Linked DNA regions of Sus scrofa: all the other regions are linked to region 2. Evidence: chromatin contacts called from public Hi-C and HiChIP or PLAC-seq data. All regions are on one chromosome and are shown on one strand. Each heading gives the region's core, a stretch centred on a gene start, on an enhancer-like site or on the middle of the called end of the contact. The rest is flanking DNA. Distances are from core to core; before and after follow the strand shown. Region 1 holds the start of TXNDC12 (thioredoxin domain-containing protein 12). Region 2 holds the start of ORC1 (origin recognition complex subunit 1). Region 3 holds the start of KTI12 (protein KTI12 homolog). Region 4 has its middle 23 kb from the start of SELRC1.

Region 1 (3,281 bases), core at 307-2,806, 320 kb after region 2:
TTAATCCTGACTTTTTATTATGAAGGGTTACTCTATAAGAGAGGCACAGGCTTTGGAATCCGAAGGATCAAGGTTTTTCCACTTAGGGCTTCAGAAAGTTCTTTTACTTCTCTGAACTTGTATTCCTTCCTATTAGAAAAAGTGTAACAACACATACTTCACAGCTGTTTTACGGGTTAAACATTAAGTAATCAAGTACCGGGTATGGCTCAAGCAGATACTCAAAAACTGGTAACTATTGTTACCATTGCCCAAGGTACAGACATAGTATAGTGAAAGAACGTGGGAACAGAAATTGAAACCGCAATTCACTAGCTTTGTAACACTGCCTGTCGGTCAATCATCAACTTCCTGACAGCCTACTATGCATCACGCAGTGGGATGGGGCTACAAGGATGGGCAAGGCAATGTCTCGGAGAGGGTGGCACACTTGTAAACAAATACTGCCATTACGAGGTGAAGAGCGCAGCAATGGAATTTGGTTGGGGGCGGGGGCTGCTAACCTCGGTTTCCCTATCTGTCGAGTGGGAGGATCAAATGAGATGACAGCAGATAGGCTGTACAAAGCTCAAAGCTCAAGCCTTATTGCTGTGAATAATGAAGAGTAACAGGGCAGAGGCGGGGGACCACCTGCCACCTGGGCCTGGACCTGGGCTGCAACAACGCGGGCCCGCGAGCCCCGACAGAAAGCGGTGGTGCTGGGGACCTTCCCTCAGGTGCCGACCCCCAGCTGCGCCGCCGCTAACCGACAGGCCAAGACAGCCGCCTCCGCCCCCACTCGGCGCGCCACCGCGGAAGTGGCAGCCCGATCGGTTGGCGGGTGTCGGTAGAAAAGGGCGGGGGGAGACCGTGCGCGGCGGCCTATGGCCGTGGAGTGGCGGGACCGCCGGGGGTCTCACCTGAAGCAGGGAGGGTCCTCCAACACCAGCACGCGGCAAGAGCAAGATGGCTGCCTCAGTCGAGACAGAGAAAGACGAAGGCAGCCGCGGCGGCGGGAGTGGAGCCCACGTGACACACCCGGCCCCGCCTCTCTCTCGCCGGAGCAGCCTATCCTGGAAGCTCATATACAAACTACAAAGCCCAGGCTGCTCTGCGCTTCCCAACAGAAACGCGGCAGGTGCAGACCGCCGCGCTGCTTTCTGGAGCTTGCAGTCTCCTGGGCGTCCCATTGTGTCCGTGCCTGCAGTTTATAGGAAGCCTAATAAAAAGGCAATGGGTATTTTTGTTTGGGTGTATACTTTTGTCGAATGCTTCGCTAGGTATTAAGTACGCACTGTCGGACTCAACTAGAGTGGAGACTCGGAGAGACGGGAAATTTTGAGCCGTTTTTTATGCCTCAAGAGAGGAAAATCGAGAAATAACCCACAAAGTTTAAAAACAACAAAAACAAATACATTTAATCAGAAGAAGCTTCACACTTTAAGTGCCTGCAGTGACTTATGCCCCAGTGCCCCGCAGAGCTAGGTCAGATTTGCAGTAAGAAATCACAAGTTTGGTTTTCTCGGAGCTTGCATCAGTTGGTTGCATCATCCCTGAATGGAAGAATTTAGCTTACAAGGAATAAAAAATAAGGTCCAGTGTTTCTTCTCCAACCGTAAGGGACATTCTTGCAGGCACAAGACTGCACCGCAGAACAGGTTTGCCAGGTCTTCTCGAGACCCGAGCAGGAACTTAAGAATGAAATCCGGTTATCTGTCTTTTTTATTTGCGGAGGGGGATGGGGTACCTGAAACCAATGGGCAACCAGCCCAACAGTTGGGAGAGGCTGACTTCACCGATCAATAATTTGCGTAGTGAGTATTAAGTGCAGCGGTTCTTGGTGGGGGGAGGGGCTAGCCTGAAGGCGGACGCCACCAGCAACGGTTCTCCCGAGTCTCCTCCCCACCCGCCCACTATCTCGGCCCATCTTTTCTCTCTAGGTCCTCGGACGGAATGTCCAGAACCGTGGGGAAGCAACTACCGCTCGAAAGCAACGCCTGCAACCTTCTACGTGATCTGCACCTTTAAACTCAGTCCCAGACCGGACCCCGGAGGCACCACCCACATCCGTCTAACATCACTTCCTTCAGGGTTAGGGGAAAAAAAAAAAAAAAAAATCTGGGAAAGCGAGGGGTTGGGCTGAGCCGCACTTGGGATACCGCGCGGACCATCTGCTAGGACTCGGGCCCGGCGTCTGCTCAGCCCAGGGGCCCCGCGGACTTACCACCATGGAACCGCGGCCTCGTCTCGGGGCCACCTGTTTGCTGGGCTTCAGTTTCCTGCTCCTCGTCTCTTCTGATGGACATGTTGGGCTTGGAAAGGGTCAGACCGCGTTCTTATCTTAATCTTTACTCATTCTGGGCCCCAGCCCAGTACAACCCTCTCCTTGTCCTAACACGATCCCCTTCCCATTCTGTCTCTGGCCACCCTAGATTTCTTTTTATCCTCTCCAACTGCTCCTGGAGTTTGAGGAAGATCTCTTGGGGTAGGGAGTAGCGGTTCTGGGGAATATTGAGTTGGGGAAGTTGTACTTGAGGCCTCCCTAAATGCTTGGGTTGGGGTAAGGAATGACCCGTATATTAGGAAAAGCATGTTTAAGAAACCAGCTTAGTGTCTAGCACTTGGTGGGTCCTCAGACATCCGTCACCGTTCCTCAGGGTGGACTTTCATATTTGGATTCTTTTCGTGGGTCTGAAGATTCCGCTCCTCACCTCTTACCTGAAGAGCTAGATTACTGCCTCCAGACCTGGAGGGAACAGAACCTGCACCCAGGGAGGGTGACTGGGTGCATAAGGAAGGGCCATATAAAGGGTCGAAGGTCTGATGTTAGAGGGTCACCAACAGTTGTCCTCGGTGTGGTTCAGTGTAATTGAAGAAAATGGTTTTTTTGGAAGAATGAGGGACAGTGGTTACCAATGGAGAATAAGAGGTGTTCCCTACTGCATTTATCCCACTACCTACATCTTTATTGGAGATCAGGGTTTATGCTTTTTCTAAGTGGGTGTGATAGTATGTATTTCCCTCTTCTTACTTTTTTTTTTTGACCTGACCTTACCATGTGGAATATCTCTGCTGCAATCTCGCTGTTTTTAATTTTGTTTTATCCTCCCTATTTGCACCTTTATTGGTGGGTGATGAGATTGAGTGGACATTCAGTGTGCCTGAATGCAGTCATTCCTTCACTCAGTAAGTAATTTTTGATCACCTCCCATAATCCAGGTACTGTCCTAGGCACTAGGGATATGGCAATGGACGGGACAGATAAGGTTCCTGCTCTCATGAAGCTTATATTCAGTTCAGAG
Region 2 (3,635 bases), core at 398-2,897:
AATGAGACAATACGAATACATGATAATACTTACTTGACACACAGCAAATGTTAGACACTATTAATGGGAAATCACTTTATAAATCAAACTTCAAGTTCCTTTAGTATAAATTCTATATTAATTCATTCCACATTACAGTTGGCAACTTAAAGTTAGGTACCAAGTGCTAGAGATAACAGGTAAAGAAGGACACAGTGCTCTTAAGGAGTTTACAGTCTGGCAAAGCAGAAAGCATTGAAAACATAATTTAATTTAAAATGGGATCAGTATTTGAAAGATACGGAAATCAATGAAAATATATGACAAGGGAATGTAACCTAGTGTTGGGGGAAAAGGTCACGAGTTGCCTTTTGAAACATATTGAGTTGGCACGTTTTAGAATTAGATTCATATAAATTTGGGCTGAAGAGATCAATTTGAAGGCATCTATATGTAGGCTGTAACTGTGGTATGGAGATCATCTAAGGAAAAAACTATGGAATGAGAAAAGGCCCGCGGAGCAAACTTATTTGACTCCAAAATTTAATGGCAACTCATAAAAACAGTATGAATCTTCTGTGGACAAACTGGCAGGAGCGGTAACAACAGCACTGGAGTGGTTAACAGTGGTAACAATTAGCACCACCCCTACTAATTCCTGAGTACTTTCTATTAACATATACTGTAACCATACCAAACACTTTTTATACATTATTTCACTTAATCCTTAGAACAAACCTTCAACCTTTGAGGTGGATATTATTATGTTCCTCTTACAATGGTGGAACAGTGAACAAAAAAGGAGCCAGAATTCAACAAAGATCAGACTGCCTGGAAGGTTTCTCTGAAGAGCTTCTATTCATACCAGGACCGGAATGTGGAAATAGTGCAAACGGGCCAGATTTAGGGATAATAAGATCATGAATTTGGTTTCAGGCATATTCACGTTCCTTTAAGATCTTCAGGGTCCCTGAACTTTTAACACTGTTTGGAACCTAGCAAGATACCATTAAACATGGAATGACTCAAAGAACCAAACTGACACCCTTCAGAATAAAGGCCCTATCAGACCCATTTGGGTCCCCAAAGCCCAACACAAGACTAGGCACAGAGTGGGCACTCAGATTTTTCTGAAAGACTGAGATTCCCTCCAGTCCCACCCTCCGGGACCAGTCCCCCCCCACCCCGGGACCAGTCCCATTCGACAGGTTAGAACTGGGCCACGGGACGCCCAGGGCTGGTGGGGGAAGGGGGGGGTCGACGCGCTCTTGCTCACCCGTAAGGCCAAAGCACTCCTCCTTCCAATACTTGGACTCATAGATTCGAGTCCGAATGATCTTCTCCACCAGATACTGAGGGTTGGTGCCGTGGATGCTGTGCGCATCCTTTACCGTACGGTTCGCCATTTTAGAACCCCTTCGGTTCTACTTCCGTCGACTCCTTTAGTACGTCACATCCAGGTTAAAAAAAAGCAACAACAACCCGAGAGGGCCTGAGAAAGTTGGAGGAAGTCTCACTGAACAGCTTAGCCGATCCTCTTGAAACCGGAATCGCTTCTGCTTCAGGAACTTCCGTGAATCGCGTCGCGACCGAGGCCCAGGGCACGTTGGCGGAAGTACGTCACGCGTCCCCTCCCTAGATGGGCGGGGCCGGAGGGCAGGCTGCTGACGGAACGTGGAGACAGCCTAGGGGCGGGGCCTCGGCTTTTGGCGCGAATTTCCTTTTCCTCACCTTCTTTGGATTCCTAGCTAGGCGCCAGTTTCGGCTCTGTTGCACGACTGGCAGCTGCGAGAAGAGTCCAGCTGGGCAGTTTAGATTTGCTGCAACTCCATGAGCTCCTGAAGCGGAGACGGTGGGAAGCGTTAGGCTTGCGCCAGCTCGAGCAAGCTTCGGCCCCCGGTGAGTGTGGCGTCCCGCGGGCGGGAGAGTTCTCGGCGGACTCATTCAGACGTTGATCCATTCAGCAGATACTTCCTAAGCGCCTATTAAGTGCCAGGTACTGTTCTGAGCCCAGTAGGAGCATTTTTCTTTCCACCTTTGGATTTCTGAAGGCTCCCTTGCTCTGTCGGGGACTGCGAGTTTGCAGTGGGGAAGCCGGAAGCCAACAGCAGAGAAGCATGTACGCTCTTGTCCTCAGCACCCTGAGACCTAGTAATGACCTGAAACATATGAACCTTCTATCTGCATGGTATTCGCATCTTTTCCTCCTTTCGGCGGAGTGTAACAAGCACCACGGGGAAGGCGGAACAGCAGAAGTTATTATCCGATTTTACGGTGTAGCAGTTCGCAGAGAGATTTGTCTAAGTCCCTTTTCGTGACTAAGCGGCCTGAGTTCCTACCTAAGTCCCAGATGAGCTGCTCTTAACTGCTAGGCTCTCTCGTATCCACCTTCTTTCCAGGAGGAGAGTGCTATGGCCCCTGCTTTACTTTCTCTAGTCTAACCCCGGAATAAAAGGGCCTTCTATTTTTGACAGTTGAAAAAAGGATTGGACTTAAAAGTCATGAGATGCGAGATTCTTACCCTAGGCTACTAATCTGCAAAATTGTAATGATTAGATATGTCAGTTTTCGATTTTAATTTTCTATAAAACTGATACCCTCTTCCCTGCTGTATTGGGTGCTTGAGATGGCCATTGGAGGTTTCTGATGTTAGATTTTGTTTATCAAGTCCCTCTGCAACAGTTTTTAATGTAACAAAGGGCAATATGTGGACTTTAGAAGATTTATTAATTCCCTGAAATTGAATGCAGAATGTTGTTTGAATTGTATATATTTCATAACATTCAAATAATTTTTTAAAATAAAGAAAGGAGGAATTCCCGTCATGGCACAGTGGAAATGAATCCAACTAAGAACCATGAAGTTGCAGTTCGATCCCTCGCCTTGTTCAGTGGGTTAAGGATCCGGAGTTGCCTTGAGCTGTGGTGTAGGTGTAGGTCCGAGACGCGGCTGGCTCAGATCCCACATTGCTGTGGCTGTGGCGTAGGCCAGCGGCTGTATATCCGATTAGACCCCTAGCCTGGGAACTTCCATATGCCGCGAATGCAGCCCTAAAAAGCAAAAAAGGAAGAAAGGAACCACTGTCCCTTAGAAATAAACCTAGGGGATAAGGGAGTGGCAGAGTGAATTATCTTCAGTAATCCTAGAGTAGTTTTGCCTAACACAGATTGGATTTGGATGATTATTAAATGGTTTTTGAATTGGTTGAATAAAAGGAAGTTTCTGTTATTATCCCCATTTTGTGGGTAAGGAAATTGAGGCCCATTGGACCTCTCAGTCAGTGAAGCCTGGCTTATTGTAATAAGCACACCAGAAGTTGTCTCTCTTAGACATGTATTAACATTATCCACTTTCACACAAGCTGTTCTAAGGGGAAGTTGAGTAGTCATTGGAGAGTTCTCTTGTGGTACAGTGGGTTAGGGTCCGGTGTTGTCACTGCTGAGGCTTACATTGGATCCCTGGCCTAGGAACTTGCATGTGCTGGGACAAAAAAAAAAAGAGTAGTCTTTGTTCTCATCCAGCTGCTCAGCATGCTATGCCATCCCGTATAACACTGGGACACCTTATCATCTTGAAATACTAATAGCTTCTACTTCTTTTTTTCTGTCTTTTGTCTTTTTAGGGCCGAACCCGCAGCATATGGAGGTTCCCAGCCT
Region 3 (3,212 bases), core at 534-3,033, 340 kb after region 2:
GACTTAAACACCACACTGTAGACAAAGGATAACATTTTTTATGGGTATCTTGTGAACACGCCACACTTCTTTCTTGGGTCTTTGCCCTTTGTTAATGCGTGAATGTTTATAAGGCTTTTTCCTTCCAGGTTTTGGAGATCACATTCATTGGAGGACACTAGAAGATGGGAAGAAAGAAGCAGCTGCCAGGTACAAGATATGGTTTTAGGTTGTTTATATGGTAAATACCCTTTCCAGCCATCAGCTTCACGTTAATTTCAGGCAAAGGATTATGCCAGGCAGAGCAAGAATGGAGTAGTTGCCTGAATGACAATAATAATAGCTAACATTTATTAAGTGCTTATAACATACCAGGCATTGAATTATATGAATTAACTCATTTAATTCTCTCAACAACTCATTTGAGGTGGGTACTATTTCTTTCATTTTACAGATGAGAAAACTAAAGCACAGAGCAGTTAAATAACTTACCTAAGATCACACAGCTAATTTGATTCAGACCCAGGCACCCTGGCTTCAGAGCCTACACTTCACCAGTAAACCATGCTGCCTAATACTCCCAAGTTGAATGATCTTAAGTTCCATGTAGGTTTAATATATGCACAGAAAACTGATTTGATGGAGGAGGAAAAGGCAGAGCGGGGGAGGAAAGGCTAAACACTGATCTATGTGCTTTACATTCATTAATTTTTTTATCTTCAAAACCTGTGTATGAGGTTGGTTTAGCCTGTGAAATAAAAACCATTATTATTTCACAGGAGAGAAAACTGAGATACAGAATAGTCAAGTAACTTGACAGTAGTTTACATAGCTAGTAAGTGGCGAAGCCAAGACTTGAGCATACTCAGAGTTCCTCTTGTGGCTCAGCAGGTTATGAACCTGACTAGTATACATGAGGATGTGGGTTCAATCCCTGGCCTCACTCAGGGGTTAAGGATCTGCTGTTGCTGTGAGCTGTAGTATAGGTTGCAGATGCAGCTCAGATCCCACACTGCTGTGGCTGTGGCATAGGCTGGCCGCTGAAGCTCCAATTCGACCCCTGGTCTGGGAACATCTACATACTGTGGGTGCGGCCCTAAAAAGCAAAAAAAAAAAAAGACTTGAACATTCTACTCTACTGTATTGGAGAGATACAGAGACCCAATATATGTGCATTTTATACACACACACGTACTTGCACAGAAACACTCATATTTCTGTGTCTACCAAGCTAGAGTGCTTGCTTTTCTCAGAACAGAGCTTCATGGCTGAGTCTCATTACTTCTGCAGAAGTAAGGTTGCCAGATTTAGCAAGTAAAAGTAAAGGATGCCCAGTTACTGAATTTTAGGTAAGCAATAAGTAATTCTAATTATGCTCAAGCAATATTTGAGACATACTTGTTTGTTTTTTGTTTTTGTTTTTTGTCTTTTTGCTATTTCTTTGGGCCGCTCCCGCGGCATATGGAGGTTCCCAGGCTAGGGGTCGAATCAGAGCTGTAGCCACTGGCCTACACCAGAGCCACAGCAATGCCAGATCCAAGCCGAGTCTGAAACCTACACCACAGCTCAGGCAACACCGGATCGTTAACCCGCTGAGCAAGGGCAGGGACCAAACCCACAACCTCATGGTTCCTAGTCGGATTCATTAACCATTGCGCCACGACGGGAACTCCCACACTTGTTTTTATATATTGATTTTTTTTTTTTTTCTTTTTCTTTTGGCACCTCCACTGGGCATATGGAGTTCCCTGGCCAGTGATCAGATCTGCCTATGTGGCAGCTGCAACAACACTGGATTTTTTTTTTTTTTTTTTTTTTTTTTTTGGTCTTTTGTCTTTTTAGAGCCACACCGCAGCATATGGAGGTTCCCGGGCTAGGGGTTGAATCGGAGCTGTTGCTGCTGGCCTAAGCCAGAGCCACAGCAATGCCAGATTCACGCCGCATCTGTGACCTACACCACAGCTAACGGCAATGCCAGATCCTTAACCCACTGACCGAGGCCAGGGATTGAACCCTCAACCTTATGGTTCCTAGACAGATTCATTTCTGCTGAGCCACAATGGGAACTCCCTACATGAATCTTTTAACCCACTGTGCCAGGCATCCAGTCTGTGTCCTAGCACTGCAAATATGCTGCAAATCCCTGTTGCGCCACAGTGGTAACTCTGAGACATACTTATTTTTAAAACATTTTTTGTTGATTATCTGAAATACAGATTTAACTAGGTATCCTATACTTTATCTGGTAACCTTACCCAGAAGAAATAGGACTATTCCTAGGTAAAGTCTTCAGTAATATCTGTGGGCAGTTTGTTTTTCTCTTTTACACCTCAACCTACCTCTATCCATTAGCGTGTATATTATTCTGCTAGTAGGTACCTGATTTTTCCCATGCAGACCTTTGGCCTCCTATGGGGGAACTGTTTTATGTTCATTTCTAAATCCCCAATCATGAAGATGTTTAATGATTGAAGTGGTTATCGAAAAACAGTTACTGCGTGTACAGGCTGTAAGGAATGAAAGGGAATTAGCATTTGTGAACTGCCTTCTATGTGCTTAGTGCTAATGGTTTTGCAATATTTAATGCTCTTTAAGGCCCCATTGTAAATGGATGGACCTAGTCCTCGACCACTGAGAGATCACATTCTTCTGAGACTTGTAATATTTTATATAAATAACGGAAGCCATTCTAAGCTCCCTCTCCTTTCAGAGAGACCGGGACCTAGCTCTAGTTGGCCAGAATTCCTGTTTCCATAGCAACAAGAGGTCCTGTAAGAGTCGTGGGAGGCAGGAAGTGCAGTTTGCATTTCCGTTTTGCGTCGGAAACTCGGGCAACCCGGAAGTTGACGGCGCAATTGCACATGGCCGCCTCCTGGGACGATGCCCCTCGTGGTGTTTTGCGGACTGCCGTACACCGGCAAGAGCCGGCGCGCGGAAGAGCTCCGCCGCGCCCTGGCGGCCGAGGGCCGCGCGGTATACGTGGTGGACGAAGCGGCGGTGCTGGGCGCGGAGGACGCGACAGTGTACGGCGATTCGGCCCGTGAGAAGGCCTTGCGTGGGGCCCTGCGAGCTGCCGTGGAGCGGCGCTTGAGTCGCCACGACGTGGTCATTATCGACTCGCTTAACTACATCAAGGGCTTCCGCTACGAGCTGTATTGCCTGGCTCGGGCGGCGCGCACCACGCTGTGCGTGGTCTACTGCGTGCGGCCAGGTGGTTTGGGCAGAGGACCGCG
Region 4 (3,275 bases), core at 219-2,718, 280 kb before region 2:
AAAAGGTGTTTTGAAACAATGAAAGAAGAACCTAACACCCTGGCACCCTAAAATACATTTCACTATAACTTAATGCCAACAAACCAATATTAATATCCACATGACTAAAAATCACAAGCCCAAGTGTGCCACATTTTTTTTTCTTGGAATACTAAGAATATCTTGAGGAGTTCCCGTTGTGGTACAGTGGAAATGAATCCGACTAGGAACCATGAGGTTTCGGATTCAATCCCTGGCCTTGCTCAGTGGGTTAAGGATCCAGTGTTGCTGTGAGCTGTGGTGTAGGTTGCAGATGTGGCTCAGATCTGGCATTGCTGTGGCTCTGGTGTAAGCCAATGGCTACAGCTCTGATTAGACCCCTAGCCTGGGAACCTCCATATGCCGCGGGGTGTGGCCCTAAAAAGCAAAAAAAAAAAAAAGGGAATGTCTTGAAATTCTAAGAACTAATGGTTTTTGCTCACCGTTGTAATTACTTATTTTCATCTTTGTCTCCCCAGTTAATCTATGAGGTTTGAAAGACAGGCACCAAGAATTCTATCCTCTTTGAAATCCTGCAAAGACTTCTTGTCCCTTATAACAGTAAGGAAGTTGGGGGTAAAGGTGTGAGTGTAGCAAAAGCTGGGCACCCCATGAGGCATCTCCATTCAGTACCTCTGTAATTCATTATTCACTCAACCAACACTGAGAGTCCCCTGTTGCCTGGCCCTAGATTGGGCACTGGACACATAGCTGAATCTGTCAGGTTGCCTGTCATTTCTGAGTTCACAGTCTTTTTTTTTTTTTTTGCTTTTTAGGGCTGCACTTGCAGCATATGGAAGTTCCCAGGCCAGGGGTCTAATCTGAGCTACAGCTGCTGGCTTACATCACAGCCATAGCAATGCCAGGTCAGAGCCAAGTCTGCAACCTACACGGCAGCTCATGGCGACACCTGCTCCTCAACCCAAGGAGCAAGGCCAGGGATCGGACTTGCGTCCTCATAGATTCTCGTTGGGTTCATTAGCAGTGAGCTACAATAGGAACTCCATGAGCTCACAGTCTAAATAGTGATCATTTCCCGAGCATCTACCGTGTGGCAGAAGCTCTAATTCTCTCAACACCCTTCTAAGGCAGTTTTTATTCTCACTCTTTTTCAGACCTACTGAAGCCCAGATAGGGCGGCTTGTAAAGAGACATAGACCCAGCAAGTAGTACAGCTGGGATTAAAATTTAGTTCTGCCTGCTCCTAATCCCTCTTTCCTCTGTCTAAGGCTGCCTGTCATCCAGATGTTGAAGATTCTTTGCAGTCTCTGGGAGATTCCCCAAATAGCACCCAAAGCCCTTCTGGGCACCCAGCAGATGCTTGTGAACATAGTTGAATGGCTGAGGTCAGCTTCAGGAGGACGTGTCTCCCGGCAGCACACGCTGTGCTCCAGGGTTCTCTCCAGCCTGGGCTGTGTGCAGGGCCCAGAACATGCTGAGGTCAGAGCTCACTGCGCACATGACCAGCTGAACTGCCTGGGCTGGGGCTCCCTGAGGGAACTTGAAACCCGGCTGGGTTCCATCAGCTCCAAGAATAGCAGCAGCTGACCCTACTCTCCCTGAGCCGGTGCGCTCCGATCAGGTTCCAGGAGGCCCCGGCAGGCTCTGGCTGTCAGTGGCAGCAAGCTTTGACCTTGAAGCTGCTCTGGGGTAGGGTAATAACAGCCACCTTTATTAAGGGCCTATCGTGTGCGTAGCCCCTCCTAGAGGAGGGAAGTTCCTTGGAGGGAGGTTTAGGGCGTATGGAGCCCATTTTACAGATGAGGAAATTGGGGCTCAGAGAGAGAGAACTTGCCTAAGGTTGCAGTGAATATGAACAGAGCAGGACTTGAGCCTGGTATGCCTTTGCCAGTGACCTTGCTTCTGTGAGAATGGTACTCTGGAGACCTCAGAAGAGTCTTGGGCAGAGGCGACAAGTGACATCAGCTTTCAAAGAATTGTTATTCCTGCAAAGTGGGGCCCATGTGCTTAGAAACGCAGGATTTGAGAGCCAGCAGAGATCCCCATTCACTAGAGCCTATTTCCTCATCTGTAAAATGAGAATCACACACACACACAGCAGGTGAATAAGCATAAGCATAGACTTTGGAGCCAGGCAGGATTAGAATCCTGGCTCTGGTGTTTCCTAATGATAAGACCTTGGACAAACCACACCCCGGCCTCTCTGAGCCTGTTTCCTCAGTCATCTGTTCCACACATAGCTTCTGAGCACCTACTGTGTGCCAGACATTGTTCTAGCAACTGGGATACATCCGTGAAAAAGAAGGCAAAGAATCATAAAATTTTAAAAAGAAAAAAGCAGACAAAAATCACTACCTGTCAAGTTTGTGTTTAGAGTTCTAGAAAAATACCTTATAGGATTGTCATGGGGGTTAAAAGGAGGAATATACAGTGGGTCATATATCTGGTAATATAATGCTGTCTGGAATATCAGTAGTCAGTTTAATGATATGATTATTCTAGTGTGAACTTGCCCGGTCAGTATTCAGTGAAAAAATATTTCATGTGATACTGAATTCAACCATTTCATTTAATAGGTAAAGAAACTGACACCAGAGAGCATGTGGAATGCCTCCGGTTGTCTAGCAAGGCAGTGGTAAGTTCCCAGTTCCTAGTCAGATGTTTGTACCACCATCTACTAAACCAGAGGGCTGTCTGACAGAGGGAGCCAAGGAGGGAGGGGAGAGACGGCATCTTTCAGCCAGTGAGGTTCAAGGTCCGTTCAAATCTTGGTAGACTCCAGACCCAAGTGGGCTCTAACCCTCTTGGTACCAAATGCTTCCTGTATTTCTCAGGTGTGCCAGGAGCTTCCCAGGCTCCATAAGGACACATGATAGGATGGGCTGTGGGGTGGGGGGCATGGGGGGCATGAAGAGCTGAAGATGCAGGGCGCTGTTCCAGGGAGGCTTCATGGACGTGCCACCTATGTATTTGCACAGGGCCCCATACTCAGGTTAATGCTCTGCTATTACTGCCTTCAAATTCTTTTTTTTTTTTTTTTTTGTCTTTTTAGGTCCGCACCTGCGGCACATGAAAGTTCCCAGGCCAGGGGTCAATTCGGAGCTGCAGCTGCTAGCCTATACCACAGCCACAGCAACACCAGATCTGAGCTGCATCTGCGACCTACACCACAGCTCATAGCAACACCGGATCCTTAACCCACTGAGCGAGGCCAGGGATGGAACCCGCAACCTCACAGTTCCTAGTCGGATTCATTTCCACTCTGCCACAACGGGAACTCCACTGTCTTGAAATTC

What was found. Hi-C and Micro-C count contacts between places; a contact is called where the count stands out from the background. HiChIP or PLAC-seq counts read pairs in DNA pulled down with a chosen protein or histone mark.
Region 1: a Hi-C map of liver shows a contact between it and region 2, with 2.5 times the contacts expected there. The contact joins the promoter of TXNDC12 here to the promoter of ORC1 in region 2. A contact is called at or near these places in 1 of 5 promoter capture datasets (liver), 4 of 47 Hi-C or Micro-C datasets (heart right ventricle, liver and skeletal muscle) and 2 of 2 datasets of contacts at active chromatin or transcription factors (alveolar macrophages and skeletal muscle).
Region 3: a Hi-C map of embryonic fibroblasts shows a contact between it and region 2, with 2.5 times the contacts expected there. The contact joins the promoter of KTI12 here to the promoter of ORC1 in region 2. A contact is called at or near these places in 1 of 47 Hi-C or Micro-C datasets (embryonic fibroblasts) and 1 of 2 datasets of contacts at active chromatin or transcription factors (alveolar macrophages).
Region 4: a contact with region 2 is called in an H3K27ac HiChIP or PLAC-seq map of skeletal muscle. The contact joins the enhancer-like site here to the promoter of ORC1 in region 2. A contact is called at or near these places in 6 of 47 Hi-C or Micro-C datasets (alveolar macrophages, embryonic fibroblasts, fibroblasts and 2 more) and 1 of 2 datasets of contacts at active chromatin or transcription factors (skeletal muscle).

Annotation. Positions count from the first base shown.
Region 1 is chr6:160,135,188-160,138,468 of Sscrofa11.1, forward strand. It overlaps TXNDC12 (thioredoxin domain-containing protein 12), which reads left to right and starts at 1,557. Exons shown (of 8, transcript XM_021096661.1): 1 at 1,557-1,793; 2 at 1,920-2,301. The coding sequence starts at 2,208. BTF3L4 (transcription factor BTF3 homolog 4) reads right to left here and starts at 1,020. Exons shown (of 6, transcript XM_021096654.1): 1 at 900-1,020.
Region 2 is chr6:159,817,655-159,821,289 of Sscrofa11.1, forward strand. It overlaps ORC1 (origin recognition complex subunit 1), which reads left to right and starts at 1,648. Exons shown (of 17, transcript XM_005665420.3): 1 at 1,648-1,975. PRPF38A (a long non-coding RNA gene) reads right to left here and starts at 1,598. Exons shown (of 10, transcript XR_002345201.1): 1 at 1,256-1,598.
Region 3 is chr6:160,153,131-160,156,342 of Sscrofa11.1, forward strand. It overlaps KTI12 (protein KTI12 homolog), which reads left to right and starts at 1,784. Exons shown (of 1, transcript XM_021096660.1): 1 at 1,784-3,212. The coding sequence starts at 2,860. TXNDC12 (thioredoxin domain-containing protein 12) reads left to right here. Exons shown (of 8, transcript XM_021096661.1): 3 at 129-189.
Region 4 is chr6:159,533,508-159,536,782 of Sscrofa11.1, forward strand. No RefSeq gene overlaps it. Among named protein-coding and RNA genes, the nearest start is that of SELRC1, 23 kb to the left of the region's middle. Within about 2 kb of position 1,469, at least 23 of the 83 cell types and tissues checked have an H3K27ac peak or open chromatin away from gene starts, as enhancers often do. A contact at or near this core is called in skeletal muscle, where this site is marked.